Regions from separate parts of the Mus musculus genome. Here regions 2, 3, 4 and 5 are each linked to region 1. Evidence: chromatin contacts called from public Hi-C and HiChIP or PLAC-seq data. All regions are on one chromosome and are shown on one strand. The core of a region is the stretch at or near the end of the contact, and the rest is flanking DNA. Distances in the headings are between cores, read along the strand shown.

What was found. Hi-C and Micro-C count contacts between places; a contact is called where the count stands out from the background. HiChIP or PLAC-seq counts read pairs in DNA pulled down with a chosen protein or histone mark.
Region 2: an H3K4me3 HiChIP or PLAC-seq map of embryonic limb bud shows a contact between it and region 1, with 5 times the contacts expected there. The contact joins two enhancer-like sites. A contact is called at or near these places in 1 of 484 Hi-C or Micro-C datasets (nephron progenitors) and 9 of 115 datasets of contacts at active chromatin or transcription factors (astrocytes, craniofacial prominence, embryonic basal ganglia and 6 more).
Region 3: an H3K4me3 HiChIP or PLAC-seq map of forebrain shows a contact between it and region 1, with 2.8 times the contacts expected there. The contact joins the promoter of Mir100hg here to the enhancer-like site in region 1. A contact is called at or near these places in 1 of 484 Hi-C or Micro-C datasets (cortical neurons), 5 of 115 datasets of contacts at active chromatin or transcription factors (embryonic basal ganglia, embryonic hindbrain, embryonic midbrain and 2 more) and 1 of 9 other capture datasets (embryonic stem cells).
Region 4: a contact with region 1 is called in an H3K4me3 HiChIP or PLAC-seq map of embryonic limb bud, with 5 times the contacts expected there. The contact joins two enhancer-like sites. A contact is called at or near these places in 2 of 484 Hi-C or Micro-C datasets (the N1E-115 cell line and nephron progenitors) and 7 of 115 datasets of contacts at active chromatin or transcription factors (astrocytes, embryonic basal ganglia, embryonic forebrain and 4 more).
Region 5: a Hi-C map of embryonic fibroblasts shows a contact between it and region 1, with 6 times the contacts expected there. The contact joins two enhancer-like sites. A contact is called at or near these places in 6 of 484 Hi-C or Micro-C datasets (cortical neurons, embryonic fibroblasts, muscle stem cells and 1 more) and 8 of 115 datasets of contacts at active chromatin or transcription factors (craniofacial prominence, embryonic brain, embryonic fibroblasts and 5 more).

Annotation. Positions count from the first base shown.
Region 1 is chr9:41,611,255-41,614,007 of GRCm38.p6, forward strand. It overlaps a transcript of Mir100hg not described here. Among named protein-coding and RNA genes, the nearest start is that of Mir125b-1, 31 kb to the left of the region's middle. Within about 2 kb of position 1,362, at least 126 of the 459 cell types and tissues checked have an H3K27ac peak or open chromatin away from gene starts, as enhancers often do. A contact at or near this core is called in the N1E-115 cell line, cortical neurons, craniofacial prominence and 5 more, where this site is marked.
Region 2 is chr9:41,859,545-41,862,297 of GRCm38.p6, forward strand. The region is part of intron 3 of 6720432D03Rik (a long non-coding RNA gene); the gene reads right to left. Among named protein-coding and RNA genes, the nearest start is that of 6720432D03Rik, 15 kb to the right of the region's middle. Within about 2 kb of position 1,362, at least 85 of the 459 cell types and tissues checked have an H3K27ac peak or open chromatin away from gene starts, as enhancers often do. A contact at or near this core is called in craniofacial prominence, embryonic basal ganglia, embryonic fibroblasts and 2 more, where this site is marked.
Region 3 is chr9:41,375,195-41,377,947 of GRCm38.p6, forward strand. Mir100hg (Mir100 Mirlet7a-2 Mir125b-1 cluster host gene) reads left to right here and starts at 1,332. Exons shown (of 5, transcript NR_131928.1): 1 at 1,332-1,482.
Region 4 is chr9:41,833,423-41,836,175 of GRCm38.p6, forward strand. Gm35940 (a long non-coding RNA gene) reads left to right here. Exons shown (of 3, transcript XR_379298.3): 3 at 1-1,095. Among named protein-coding and RNA genes, the nearest start is that of Gm35940, 29 kb to the left of the region's middle. Within about 2 kb of position 1,434, at least 19 of the 459 cell types and tissues checked have an H3K27ac peak or open chromatin away from gene starts, as enhancers often do. A contact at or near this core is called in the N1E-115 cell line and embryonic limb bud, where this site is marked.
Region 5 is chr9:41,807,715-41,810,467 of GRCm38.p6, forward strand. All of the region lies in intron 1 of Gm35940 (a long non-coding RNA gene), which reads left to right. Among named protein-coding and RNA genes, the nearest start is that of Gm35940, 3.5 kb to the left of the region's middle. Within about 2 kb of position 1,322, at least 60 of the 459 cell types and tissues checked have an H3K27ac peak or open chromatin away from gene starts, as enhancers often do. A contact at or near this core is called in embryonic fibroblasts and muscle stem cells, where this site is marked.

The sequences.
Region 1 (2,753 bases), core at 112-2,611:
ATATCACCAAAGGAAGGGCTGAGATAGGACTCATACCAAATATCTTGGTCCCAAGATGTGTTTAATTTGTGCTTCATCTTCTGAAGTTACAAGACTTAGCTCCTGCTGGGGTGTTTGCTCTCTACCTGCTGAAATTTCTTAGCCTATACCGAATATCCAATGTAAGTACAACCACTCTCAGGGCACACTCCTTTAGGTCTGCCTTCTTGCTTTTTTTGTGTGTGTGTTTAGTAGAGACTGGAAACATCTCTGAGACAAACTGCAATGAAGATTTTTGAGATGGAATAAACAGTCAGAATACATAACACTCTGAAGTGGCTGGCTACCTTCCCCTGAGATGGAGCAGATCTGTAGTGTTCTCTTAGCTCCAGGGAAGAGGAATGCTCGTTAGCCAGCATCCAGTGTCTGGAGCCTATACAACCACAGGGGCAAATAGGGAATTGTCTTCCTGCTCAGCTCTAGGTCTCCCAGCCTCCCCCCCCCCGCCCCCCGCCCCTCGCAGATAAAACTGTTGCACATGCAGCCTATGGTCTCTGGAGAGTCCCAGGAAAGGACCATGGAAAGGAACTTAGAAATTCCAGAGCAAACTCAACACATAAAGCTCAATGAACTGCCATGTTTAATGAAATTAACTGACTTAAAACAAAAACAGAGTCGAGGACCCCAGTGATCTCTAGATTTTAAAAAAGAAAGAAAACCTTTTGGAGAAAAGAGATTTAAAAAGAGCATAACAAAACATTTTTTTTTCACGTTCATCAAATAGTGTTTTGAAATATCCGGTTGTTGTGTGGGAGAGACCGGGAGAGGCTGGGGAGGACTGGGCCACTGTAATTTAATTGCTTGTAATCTAACTTCGCTTTTTGTCCCTATTTTTCTTCCTTTCTTTCTTTTCTTCTTCTTCTTCTTTTTTTGTATCAGTTAATCTGTTGGTTACATTTTCAGCTTTTCTTTGCTTCTGGTTTCATTTTCAGATGAAAAAAAAATGCTAGGCACACAGGGCTGCTGTCTGGTTGCCATGGTGACCACAGCCTATTATCCTGCCTTGTCATTCATCAAGAAAGAATTGCACTTGACAGAGGCAGAGGGAAATGCCTGCAGTCTGCAGCATAGGAAGGGGGGAAAAAAGCTTTTCTTGTCTTCTATATACGTAAAGGCCCTTTAATGCCCGTTTAGTTACATGTTTTATTTAGCATTATTTATTACTTGTAACGCTGATAATTGATACCTGTAAAAATACAACCCCTCCCTTCAATGTATTTAACGTGCAATTTGTCCATTTGCTTTGCTTTGCTTTTCCCATTTCAGACCCATAACTGGTGTTACACCCCCACTCCCTGCCACCACAAATACTGAGTCCATTCCAGGAATAGAAACCGCCGAAGGATTACATTCTCCACGGAGAACGATCTCTATGAAGGTAGCTAACCGAGCCAGCTTTTCCCCTTTTATAAGCAACAGTTCCTGTGTCTTGCTGCTCCTAAAACTGATGAGTGCTGTGTATGACCAATGAATAATTGAATCTAACTACTGATTAAATTATTTCTCCAGGTGTGCAATGTCTGTGAAATACGGTGCCAACAAAAGAATTCCAAACTGTGGCAGTCTTTTCATGAGATAATCACATATAAAATCAGGATTGTTTCTTTTACAAATGGGAGTCTACGACGAATCCATTGTTCTTCAAAGGCAGGAAAGGGCTCTTACTTATTATTGGGCTAGTCCTCATTACGGCCACCTGAATGAATCCAAAGTACTTCCAAAAATAAATGGTTTCATGACTTTTGTATGTTTAAACACCTAGGCTTTTGTTTATTTTTTCAAGTCTGATATTTTCCACCTCATTATTCACCTCTTAAAACGTCTGTATCCGGCTGGGCCATTTTAAACAAGTTTGCTGATGGCTTGCTTTGCCCTCCTGGAATTGTTTGGTTTCCTTGTTAAGGTGAAGAATGTTGTAAAAGGGGCAGTCTCCTAAGTTGTGACCTCAAAGGGTGGTGTCTGAATCTCTCCTCTTTTGTGTCTGATCAGGAAGAAGATGGACAATGTCTATACGCCATCTTCAGTTGGTAACGCTGTGGCAGTTAGCATAACCAGTGCTAGGCAAGATTCAACCGCACTGGCTGCGGTATGCGTGGCCAACCGGAGTGAGGACAAATCCCATTCCGTCTGAAGACTGTCTCCTGCCAGAGATCAAATGCAGCTCGCACATACATGACACCAAGCAGAAGCAAGTACTATTCCATTACAAATGAAGCAGAGAGAGCCAGAATTATTTGGTCAGCTTGGTATTCAAAATGGTTGAGATTCTGACCTTCCCACTCCTTCCTTAATTATCTTGATAATTTTGGCAAGAGGAGGTTTGTGGGGTGGAGAGGGATAATTCTGAAAGAATTAAATAATTATAGCAGTCAGGAAATCCATCCAGGGTTTTATAAATTCCTGCATAATAGTTCAAAATCTCTTGATTTTTCATCGTGTATAAGCTAAATTCATTAGCACATACCTTAGATCATCTGTTAGATGCCTAGCAGTGTAAAAACACAGGGCCTGTGAAGTGTTTTTTTTGGTTTTGTTTTGTTTTTAATCTTGACTTTTACAGAATAAAAACTACCACCACCAACAACAACAAGAGAACAGACATGTTGCATTTAAAATTGTACCTATTTCTTTCTGGCTCTCAGCTTTTCTTTTAATGCCGCAGTAATACCACTGTTCATTTCCTGTTCAACTTCAAACCTACCTTTTGATTCTTC
Region 2 (2,753 bases), core at 112-2,611, 250 kb after region 1:
GTGTGTGTGTGTATACACGCATGCACACATGTGTATGTGAGTATATGTGTGTGCATAATCTATATATACATCTATATGCACGATATGCTGGCATAAGTATATGTATGGCATGTTTATTGTGATGCAGGAGCATATTCAAAGAAGGGAAACAAGTTTTGCAAACAAGCATCTTTTTAACATTCAAGGTCACCTGTTCTTTTTTCTTTTCTCTCTCCCTGGTCACCTTCTTCTTCCATACAAACCCCAGAGAGCTTGGCATCTTCATCCATTTCATCTATATACATTCATTCCCTCTCCTCATGGATACTCACCTACTACCCTTAGCTTCCGCACACATCTTTCCCACACCATATTTTAACTTAAGCATATTTTAACATAGTCTACAGTTGAAGATAAAGACCTAAGAGCTGCAAAGCTTCGGAAATGAGTCAGCACCAGGCTGCTGAGCATGGGACTGGGAGACTGAGACACAGGAGAGAGACGTTTCTCTCTTTCCTGGTGTGTGTGGGGATAGGTTAAAGAAAGGAGGCTGTTTGTGTGCTGTTTCTTTCTCCATGGGGCAAAGCCCTCTGGAGAGTTATCACTTTAAGTCAGTCTGTTTCTTTGCTGGCTTCTGTGGACTTTGCAATTGCCTCAGAGTATATGTCTGATGGCAAAAGCCTCCTCGGTTACTAGTTTCTAACCATCTCACCCCCTGCACGAGAGGTGCCTTAGGAGGGTGGGAGGAGGGCAGTGTCTTTTCCCAAACTAGACTGTGATGGAGAGTATAGTGAAAACACTTACTAGGATTATCCAGTGCTTGTTGAACCTGGCTGCTCTTTTTTGGGTATAGACATCGAGGGGTAGAGGACAAGCTTGAACTCAGAGCCTTGGACTTACAAGAGGTAAACTTAGTTTTTCTGAATCAGCTCCCTCCTCTGTGAGATGAAGACTTGACCATCCATCCCTCTGTTTGGCTATGTGCTAAAGGAAACAAACCGATCCATACTCTAGCAACTAAAATAACATTCCCTTCCTACCTCCCGGGATCATAAAGCAGAAACACAGATCTGATGCTACAAATGAGCTTTGAATTGTGTGTGTACAAAACTGGAGCTAAGAGAGAACTTTTGCACAAGCTTATTACCTGTGCCCTGTGGATGCTGTGTGCTTTGCTGGACCTGCAAGGGTTATTTTTGCAGACGACAGCCGACCCCCCCCTCCTGCACACCCCCTCCCCCAGTTTCCGTCTGTGTAGCTCCCAGCAGATGTATTAAGTATAGTCTTGGAGCCTTTCCAGGCTCTCTCTTTAAGACACAGAATGTTGAATATTTCCTGCACACAGCAGGCAGCTCTGGCCTGGCACAGTGCCAGGAAATCTGCTGGGTGCCGTCCTGTCCCCACCCCTTCTCCAGTATCTGTGCCCCAGCCCCAACTTGTCCAGATTCCCTGGGGCTTCCTTGGGAAACAGGGTAAAGTTAGAGCAGAGACTGCCACTGCAGCACCATGGCTTACAGCCACAATTACCTGCCCCCTGCTCCCCTGCTTCCCCCCCCCCCCCAGGGCGCTATGGAAGATGGGAAGGGAGGCTTACTGCTAGCTGTGCCTTTGCTTGCTGAAGACACCAAACCCCTTGGGAGGCAGAGGGGGCATCTGAGCTGTCTTGAGGTGGGGCCCTGCCTTGGTTGAGAAATGTCCATAAGAAAATGAAAAGGCAGAGACGTGAACAAAGTGTTGCGTTTATGTCAGGGGCTGTCCCCACCTGCAGAGAGTGGGAGATAGGCCCTCATCTGTCTGCTTCTGCAATGCGAGCTGTTTCACTGTAAGGTCTCCAGGCTAATGCCTCCTTCCTCCGGCAGCTGCACAAACTGAATCCATATTCCCCTGCAAACAGTGCCAGCAAGGAAGGGATGGTAGGAGTCTCTGGGAGGACTCCCCTTTGGATCCATGTCCTCTTTCTCTTTTCAATCAGTTGGTGAACTCCCTTGCATAGGTCTAACATGAGCGCCTCACTCTGGACACATTTACATTGAAGCAGCAACTAGGACTCTGCCTTTTCATGTCCTCTTTTCTTGTGATCTCCACTCCTTCTGTCTGCCCAATTGCTCCTCAAACTCCCCCCATGTTTGTTTTTAATCCTCTAGCGGGTAACATGGTCACTTGTGACATCCCTCCATTGAATGCACATCCTTGTTCCTAGCAGCAGTAATTCAACTGGCAGTGCACAGTCTGCAGTAGAGGAGAGAGGAAACTAGACTCCCCAAGGTGCTAGGACTGGTCCAATCATCCAGAAAACACACAGACACCACTTTCTACCTACAGAGCTCCCTGGAGCCTGATCCCTCCCTAGTGAACAGGCCTTCTATAGCAAGAAAGCCCTGTTATCAGAGTAGCATGCAGGACAGGCAGAGGCCCTGAAAGAACAGGAGAATCAAGGCCTCTCTGGTGAGCAGATGGTCAAGCAGAGAAGGACTTAAGAGACAGGACTGCCTTCCCCTGTGGAAAGAGTTGCAGTCCTAAGTCCAAGTTCAAGCTCTGCCCTTAACCGACTTGGGTGGCTGCAACATCTTCTGACCTCAGGCCCTTCACTTATAAACCAAGACAACTGAAACAAATAATCACTAGTACCTCCCATCTCTGAGATCCTTTGATTCTGTGACTCCTTAAGTGACCTTGGCTTTGGACCCCACCCTGATATAAAACCGTATCCAAACAGGCTGTGAATTGAGGGAAATGTCATGGAGAATATTTAAAAGACCAGTCCCCGAATTCGC
Region 3 (2,753 bases), core at 82-2,581, 240 kb before region 1:
ACAATGTGAAATCGTACACTGTCTCTGCCCTTAAAGGAAGAGGAGAACTCAGAGTGTGTGTCTGTGGGCTTTCTAGGAGTTGGGAGTTAACCCATTTTGGACAGCTCTCTTTCGTAGATTACCTACATATGGCAGAGAGGAAAAGAGAGACTCCCCAATGTGGAAGGCAGACATTTTGCTCATGTCTTAAGCAGTTTTATTTACAATGTTGCATGTTACAAGGTTGCTTTGGCTTATTTCCACTCCCCATTCTCAGAATATATGAAACCCCAGAGACACTGGTATGTAGTTAGAGATTTTGTTTATGGTTATCTTGCTATGTTGATTGCTTAACCTACTCTTCCAAAAGATTTTTTTCCCATAAATTCAAATTAACTTGAGAATTTTTACATACATCAGGTATGTCTGCATACATATTTCATAAGTACGTTAATATGAAAAATTTAAGGGGGTCTTCTAAAATATGTCATTGGGGGCAAAAATCTCCAGATCAGATTAGAACACACTAGACTTGGTTGCTTTGGTTCACAAAGTAATGCCCAGGTATTTGTGTAGTAGTTTATTGTATTTTAATGAGATGAGAGTTTATTATTTAAAAATTTCAGGCTAGATACCCAGATTTTCACAGCACATTTAAATCTACCACAAAGGGTCACTCATCTTTATTTTTTTTTTTCTAGAATAATATGGTTTGGATGCATTGAAAAGTTTAGTATGTGTTATTAATAACACATGTCCAGCCTAATGTTTTTATTCTTCTGGGCGGGCCTATGCTAGAATTTTCTTCCCCAAGGTGTGTCTGAATCCTGCTAATGCTTTCAGCCTGCAAAGACAGGAAGTGCACACACGGCCACAGCACATGACCCTCCTTCTAGAACACATCTTGAAAATGTTTCGACTGCTTTCTGAGCACAGGGACAATGGCTTATGGTTGGGGGTGGGTGTGCTCTTCTCCTGCCTGACCTTTGGCTTGCTGAGAGATGTGTATGGCTACCCTGGGCTCTCTCAGCTGCTTTCAGGCTGCAGAGAAGGCGGCACCCACATTGGGAAGCAAAAGCTGTCGCAGGCTGCCTTGCCCATGACAGCGTGTCTAAAAATACATCCACCGAGATGCAGGCATATGCTCGCGCCTCGGTGTGAAGGAGCTCTCGCCTGTGTTTCTTGCTATCCCCATCTAAATGCTGGAGCGAGGAGTTAAATTATTCCAGAAGGCCCGCCAGGGTCTGATTTGCCACTGTCTGCTTCCTCGTTGCCTTTGAATGGGACCCTTGATCCAAGGCTTTCAGAGACCAGCCGGTGCTGATGGGGGTCCGTGACTTGGCGGTGGCGCCTGTTTGCTCCTTCTCTGTCTCGAGCATGGTTTTCTATCCTGCCGGGGAGGGCGAGAGCGCTGGGCAGAGGTGGCACCTGACCCGCTAGAACTCCGATGTCACTGCTGTGGCTGTTACTCCCCTCGGCAAGAGTCAAGGCGCACGCAGGACGGTGGGTCACCTCGCTGGCTATTTTGCACATTTCCTTTCTTCTCCTCAACCTTGTTAGGTTTTTTTCTAAGTGCCCAGGGGTTGAGGGGTTTTCCTAGCCCCTCTCTATCCTCGATCTATTCTGATTTGAATCTCTCTCAGGATTTGTAACACTTCCTCTCATTAGGAAAGCTTTGCTAGACTCGCATTCCCTGTCTCTGTAAACAGGGTTTTTTTTTTTGTTGTTTTTTTAATGATTTGTTGTTTTGGGGGTCTCTCTTTTGAATGTCAGCTCCAAATGTCTTAGCTTCTGGGGCTACCTCACACACTGAAACGGTTGTTGAGCTATTGTACCCGAGAGGAGAGGACACAGAAATGGCTCTTTAGAATAATAATCTCAAAAGGGAGATGAGAAAGACCCCAGAGGACAGCCTGTGCTCCTGCTCCAGCCTGGCTGAGAAAAGGGGGTCTCCAGGTGAGACTACTGTCTCCTTTACAGAGTCAGAGAGCGTCAAGATACTTTGTGTCTCATTTAAAATGATTTTAATTCTAACAAGAGGGACTAATGAAAGAAATCCCATTTCCCATGTAGGAGAAAGGAGAGGCACAAAGCACACATATGAAGGGCTCCAGAGCACACCATTCCTCTGGAAACCGGAAAGTGAGGGAGAGCGATTGTTACCTAGTCTCTCTCTCTCTCTCTCTCTCTCTCTCTCTCTCTCACACACACACACACACACACACAGAGTTTCAGAGTAGCAGTATTTCTGTGTCCTTGGCCACCCAAGGCAGTGCATTGTTTTTCCAAAGGTTATGTGGAGGTTTTTGTAAAACGAAATAAAAAAAAATTATTTATTTTATTTCAGACGGTGAGTAAGCTCAGAATGCATTCAGTACTAACCAATACAGAATACAGACATGCCCAACATAAGCTGTTATTCTCCACGAGCAACCAAACACCACAACACACACACACACACACACACACACACACACACACACACACACACACACACACACACACCCTCCCCCTCAAACAAACAAACCCAATGTTAGCCAAAATCCAGACTGCCTGTAAATCTTGAAGTGTTTTCCTCTGTGGAGAAGAATGAACCTCCCCGGATGCTTTTCTGCAGCTGAACATTTTCTATTGCTTTTCTTCTCTGCTCAGTCTCCCTTGCCTCTTTCTTAGGAGCCACTGAGACAAAGAACAGTTACTTTTAGCTCCTCGTATCAGCTGGCTAAAATGGAGAAAGGATCAAATACGCTGTAAAGAGAGGCATTTTTGGTTTT
Region 4 (2,753 bases), core at 184-2,683, 220 kb after region 1:
GCCGAACTACTACATCAATAGTTATTTTACTTCACTGAAACACAATGAATACTCTTTGTTGGTTTCTATATGTTTCTAGAGTCTTAGTTTTTTTTAATTATTATTTATGTGTATGTGTGTCTAACTGTATGTGTATGCACACATGCATGCATGTACCATCAGACACCAGAAGAGGGCACCAGAGCCCCCTGGAGTGTAGAGTTACAGATGGTTGTGAGCCACTCAGCATGAATGCTGGGAAACAAATCCTTTGAAAGAGAAGCAAGTGCTCTTTAACTTTCTCTCTCTAGCCCCAAAGAAGGCTTTTAAAAAGAGCAGGGTTGAAACATGAAAACTGTGATTAGGAGTTCAGGCTTTGTAGGAGGAAGACCAGATAAAGATGCATGGCTCTGCGTCTCACTAGCAAGGTGACCTCAAACCCATTGCTAGGCTGTGGGCCCCGATCTGTGAAATGACAATAACCACATCTACAGCACAGAAGTGTGTCCATGTGTCAGTGGCCATTAATACTACTCCTGCTATGTGCTAGATATTGATAATTAATATGGACTATGCCCAAGGTCACACATGGCAACCTACTGATCAAAACCCATTATGGCTTGGCACTCTGTAAGCATGCTCCTTACAATGTCAGGACCATAAACCACTCAGCCCCCGTATCTGGCAAATGACTACAGGTTAATGTAAAAGGTCAAAAATCTTTTGTCTTATTTTATTTTACATTTTTCTCTCACATAGGGTAAAAGAGAGAAAAAAAATCTTAACACTGATTAGGAGGTTAAGAAAAAAAAGTTCTAGAAACCAGAAAAAGAAAATTTTTTTCTCTGAAGATGTGAATGCCTGTCACAAACTTTCTTGGCTTGGCATATCATGAGTCACTTCTTTTGTTCTCTGAAACTGACCAGAACTTTAACTAAATTTTGGTGTCAAGTCAAAGCCTACCCTTACCCTTCTCGTATTGTAAACAAGTCCACTGAAGATCCAGGTTAAAGTATTTTCTCTTTTCAGCTTGATGAATTACTAACAAGAACGGCACATGAGATAATGTCTCTTGGTATCTGGATAATACACTGCCTCTCAAACCTACGACAGAAATACTGGCTTCTCTCTGTGTGCTTCTAATGGCCTTGGGGTGGGGGGATAGCTTAAATCAAAACCTTCCTCGTTACCTACCACAATCCTCTTGGTTGTAGTGGTCCTGAGGTTTGAGGAGCTGTTTGCTAACCCTGTGATCCCAAAGCTCACACTGAACTTGGGTTGTTAAAATGCTCCAGAGGGGACCTGAACCATGGCAATCGGAGACCTCCCTCCACTCATGCCAAAATACCCTTCGCCTTTAAGGGCTCTTTTTAAAGCCAGAGAGTTCTCTCTGATCCTCCTTAATAAAGTGCCCAGGCAGCGGTAGTAACAACGCTCCCCTTCCTTATTTGAGATCTGTGCAGTCTCATTAAATTTGATGTGTCACAGAGGGCTTGAGTATGTGAAAGGCAGGCGGTGGGAGCTGGACTGGAGGTTGCCAGCTTTACTAAGGAAACGTAATTCATTACACCTTTTCAAAATGGACGCCCCTCTGGCTTCCTGCTCCATTGATTCCCCCCTCCCCTTCGCAAGTAACGAGTGAAGGGCCTGCTCAGCCTGCAGATTTAACCCTTATTAACAGCTGTTTAAATTAGAGATGCAGTTTGATGGAGAGATGGGAGCCCCTCAAAGGAAACCAAGATTAAAGCATGCATAAGACTGGAGCTGGGTTGTTGAGACAGCACCCCTGCCACCCCCCAAAAAGGAGGGGCTAGTGTTGCTATTAAGCAGTTTGTCTAAATAATATGTTCCTGCTTTGCCATGATTAAATATTCATGGCCTACACTCCCACCTCTGTTGCCCCCACTCCTTTGCAATAGTCATAGAAGAAGGAAAATTTGCTGGACTGTGCAAAACAAAGAATCCTGTGACAATAACCAGTTGGTTTGCCTGCTTCCTCCTTCTTGAGATTGATCTGAAACTACTCTGAAACCTAGCTGACTCCAAGCACCTTTGAGACCTGGGAGTGAACTACTGGGTTCTCTTGAAGGGAGCCGTCTGTTCTGGAAGCAGAGTCTGCAAGACAGAAGACAAGGTTCACCCTCCAAGTGCAACCATGGATTCTGTGGGATTATATCATTCACCTGGCCCATAAACTAACCTGGAAGCAAAAGGACAAAGGTCAGGGTCAAGGAGCACCCACATGTCAGACAGGCACGTAAAATTCACAGTCCGACATCATTATACATCCCTGGATAGTTATGCATCCTGCCCAATAGAAACTAATAAACCAAGAAATATCTGAAAAAGAAAATCTAATGATATTTACTTATTTACTCATTTGCTCGGGTCTCTACTCTGAGCTTTGTACCTGGCAATATTGTGGTGCTGGCAATTTCAAAGGTCAGCAAACCACCTGACAAAAAACAATGTAAGAGAGGAACGGTCTACTGGAGCTCATACCTTGAGCCTATGGCCGATCATGGCCAGGAAGGAGCATACGACAACTGCCCATATTACATCTGTGTTCTGGAAGCAGAGAGCCATGGGCGCTAGCTGGTGCTCAGCTGGCCCTCTCTTCTGTATTCAGCCAAGCAGTTATATGTCTCACCTTGCTGATGCTAGTCTAAAAGAAAACCCTTCATGAACATCCTCAGGGGTTTGTCTCCGAGCGGCTTTAGATCCTACCAAGCTGGTATTGAGTACAAACCATCACACTGTGTAAGTATTCACAC
Region 5 (2,753 bases), core at 72-2,571, 200 kb after region 1:
CCCACATTCAGCTACACCCATGTTTTAAGAAGCTAAAGGCCTGATGTGGTGGTTTGAAGAGACGGGTTTGAAGATCTTATATTTGAACGTGTAGACATCAAGGAGTGGCACTATTTGAAAGGATTAGGAGGTGTGGCCTAATTGAAGGAAGTGTGTCACTGGAGATGGGCCTAGTTGCTCTGTCTTCCTGCTGCCTGTGGATCCACACGTGAAGTTCATAGCTTCATTTCCAGCACCATGAATACCTGTGTGCTGTCATGCTTCTACCATGATAATGGATGAAACCTCTGAACTGTAATTTCAGTTAAGTGTGTGTGTGTGTGTGTGCATGTGTGTATACATGTGCATATATGAATGCCCATGGCCATCCTGTCTTTTCACAGCAATAGAGCACTAAGAAAGAAGACCATAATATTGAGGTTTTACCTTCAATGTAATTTTTCATGCCTACTTCTCACTGAATCACTATAAAGAAGCCAAAGAAAAATCTTCCTGAGCAGTGCCTGCCTTAATTTTCTTACTGTAAGAATCACACACCTACTCAGCCCATCTGTCATTATAGCAATGTTAAAAAGTGACATTCTTAAGGTGTAACAATGAAGATTTAAGTGAGGCCCATGTTTCCAAGTGAAGCCCTAATGTTTGATTCAGATCCAGTGATTTGAATCAAAATATTTCCATGGGAACCTGCAGCCAGCCTGAAATACTTACTCCCAAATTGAATAAATCTTTTTTTTAATAAGTTCTGGGTTTTGTTTGTTTATTTTTTATTTGCTCTCTAAACCAATACAATGAACTGAAAGACAGTTTTAAAAACAATACTGACACATGCAGATAAAAGCTGTCCTTTCTAAACAGTATTTAAACAATAAAATTAAATTTCTTTGAGCATCAATTCCCTGAGCTGTAGACAGTGTCTAGTACAATGGAGAACAAATGGATGAGTGAATGAATGAAAAAAAAACTTTGTTTAAATGAAAGATTTATAAGATCTGAAGAGAAAGCAGACTATGAAAGACTTTCAAAACTTGTGTTCAGTGGCCAGTGATGAACTGATCAATAAGAAAGAGCCAGAAATGGTAACACATGAAGCTGGGAAACTCACAAAGTCTATCTTAAGATAGCATTAAGAAGAATACTGAAGGAAGAAGTCAGCCTATTGGGTCAGAAGATCAGGGTCACCAGAATTGTTATCATAGACTACCACAAACTGATTCAACTAATTTTCCGCTGAGCAATGCATTCCAGGGCTTTTGAAAGTCCCCACACTTCACAGCATGCTTCCCCAGCAGGAAGGGCCCCTTAAACATAATTTGATTCAGTCCATGTGTTTAGAAGAAAAAGGCAAAGACCCAAAGCAGTGGTGTAGCATGCCCGAGGTCACACAGTTATGTAGCCACCCACTCAATGTTCCTTCCAGGGCACCATGGTACCATGCTAAGAGTTCGTGGAAGGGATGGAAAGCCAGGATAGTGAAAAGCAGGATTCTAGACACAGAAGAGCTACTTAAGAAAGGATGGGCTCTAAGGATTCAGAGTGAGTGGGGAAAAACAGGAAAGAATGTAAAACATTGATGTAAAGGAGCCTCAAGACTCCCCGCAGAGCAAGAGGGACACAAGAACTTGGTTGATAAACATATGGAGAAGGAACATGGCTATAAATCCAGTTGGGACACTTCCTTTTCAAAGGATCTGTCCCAAACACAGCAATGTCACAGGAATGCAGGCTGCTTTGCTGTTGGCTGGAAGAAAGAGAAAGTGGCTTGAGCCACGCCTCATAGCAAGCATTTCCGAGTGAGATTCCATCATCCCAAGCGGTGCCAGAACCACCAAACCACCAAGGACCATGGGGAAATGACTGGCTACTCTGATCCAAGCAGAACCAAAGGATTGAGATGTTCCAGGAGTTGCTTTTAAAGAAAGTTTTCCCCTGCCCTACTGAGAAGAGAAAACCCATGAAGAAGGGAGAAATGGAGCTGTGTTACAATTCATCAGTAAAGCAGGAGAGCGAGAAAGGCAGGAACAAGGCGGCTTATATACTTTCCATAGCATGAAAACCTGTGGGCCTGGAAGGGAATGCAATGAGAACTTTTGACATAGACAGCCAAGATTTGGCTGCTGGACTGTTGGAATAGCTGCAGACACAGGGAAGAGTGAAACATGCAGCCTCCTAAGGGCTGGCATAAGAACATAGCCCGGACAAGAAGACAGGCAGCCAAAAGCCTAATTGCCTTAAAGTTCAGGTCGAGCCTGGAGACCCAGTGCTAGAACTTTGCCCAAATGAGGGAAATGGGGCTTCTGTCTAATGAACTCAATCAGGCAGATGGACCCTCTCACTTTCTACACTGTGTTCAGACTGTCGGAGATCAAGATAAACCACGGTCGCTCTGAAACAGTCCTTTCTCCTTTGCTCTGCCTGTCAATGGCCTCATAACCTTCAGACCTTTTTGAATGTTCTGTAGGAGCAAGCCGAGAATGATTGGACAACCAGTTGTTTTGTTCTGTTTTGTTTTTTGTTTTTAATGCATGTAGTGACTTCTTGAGGATTCTAATTAGGAGATGATAAACATGTAGGACCTTAGATCAAGTGTGTGAAGCATCAAGCCGCCTTCCATCACTACACTCTGCACACACACAAAGCAACAACTAAGGTGTTGAAAGAGACAATTGTGCCACACTGGCATGACTTTTATGTACATAAACTGACTATACCCTTAATTTCACCATTATATGGAAGGGGAAACTTAGAGATTA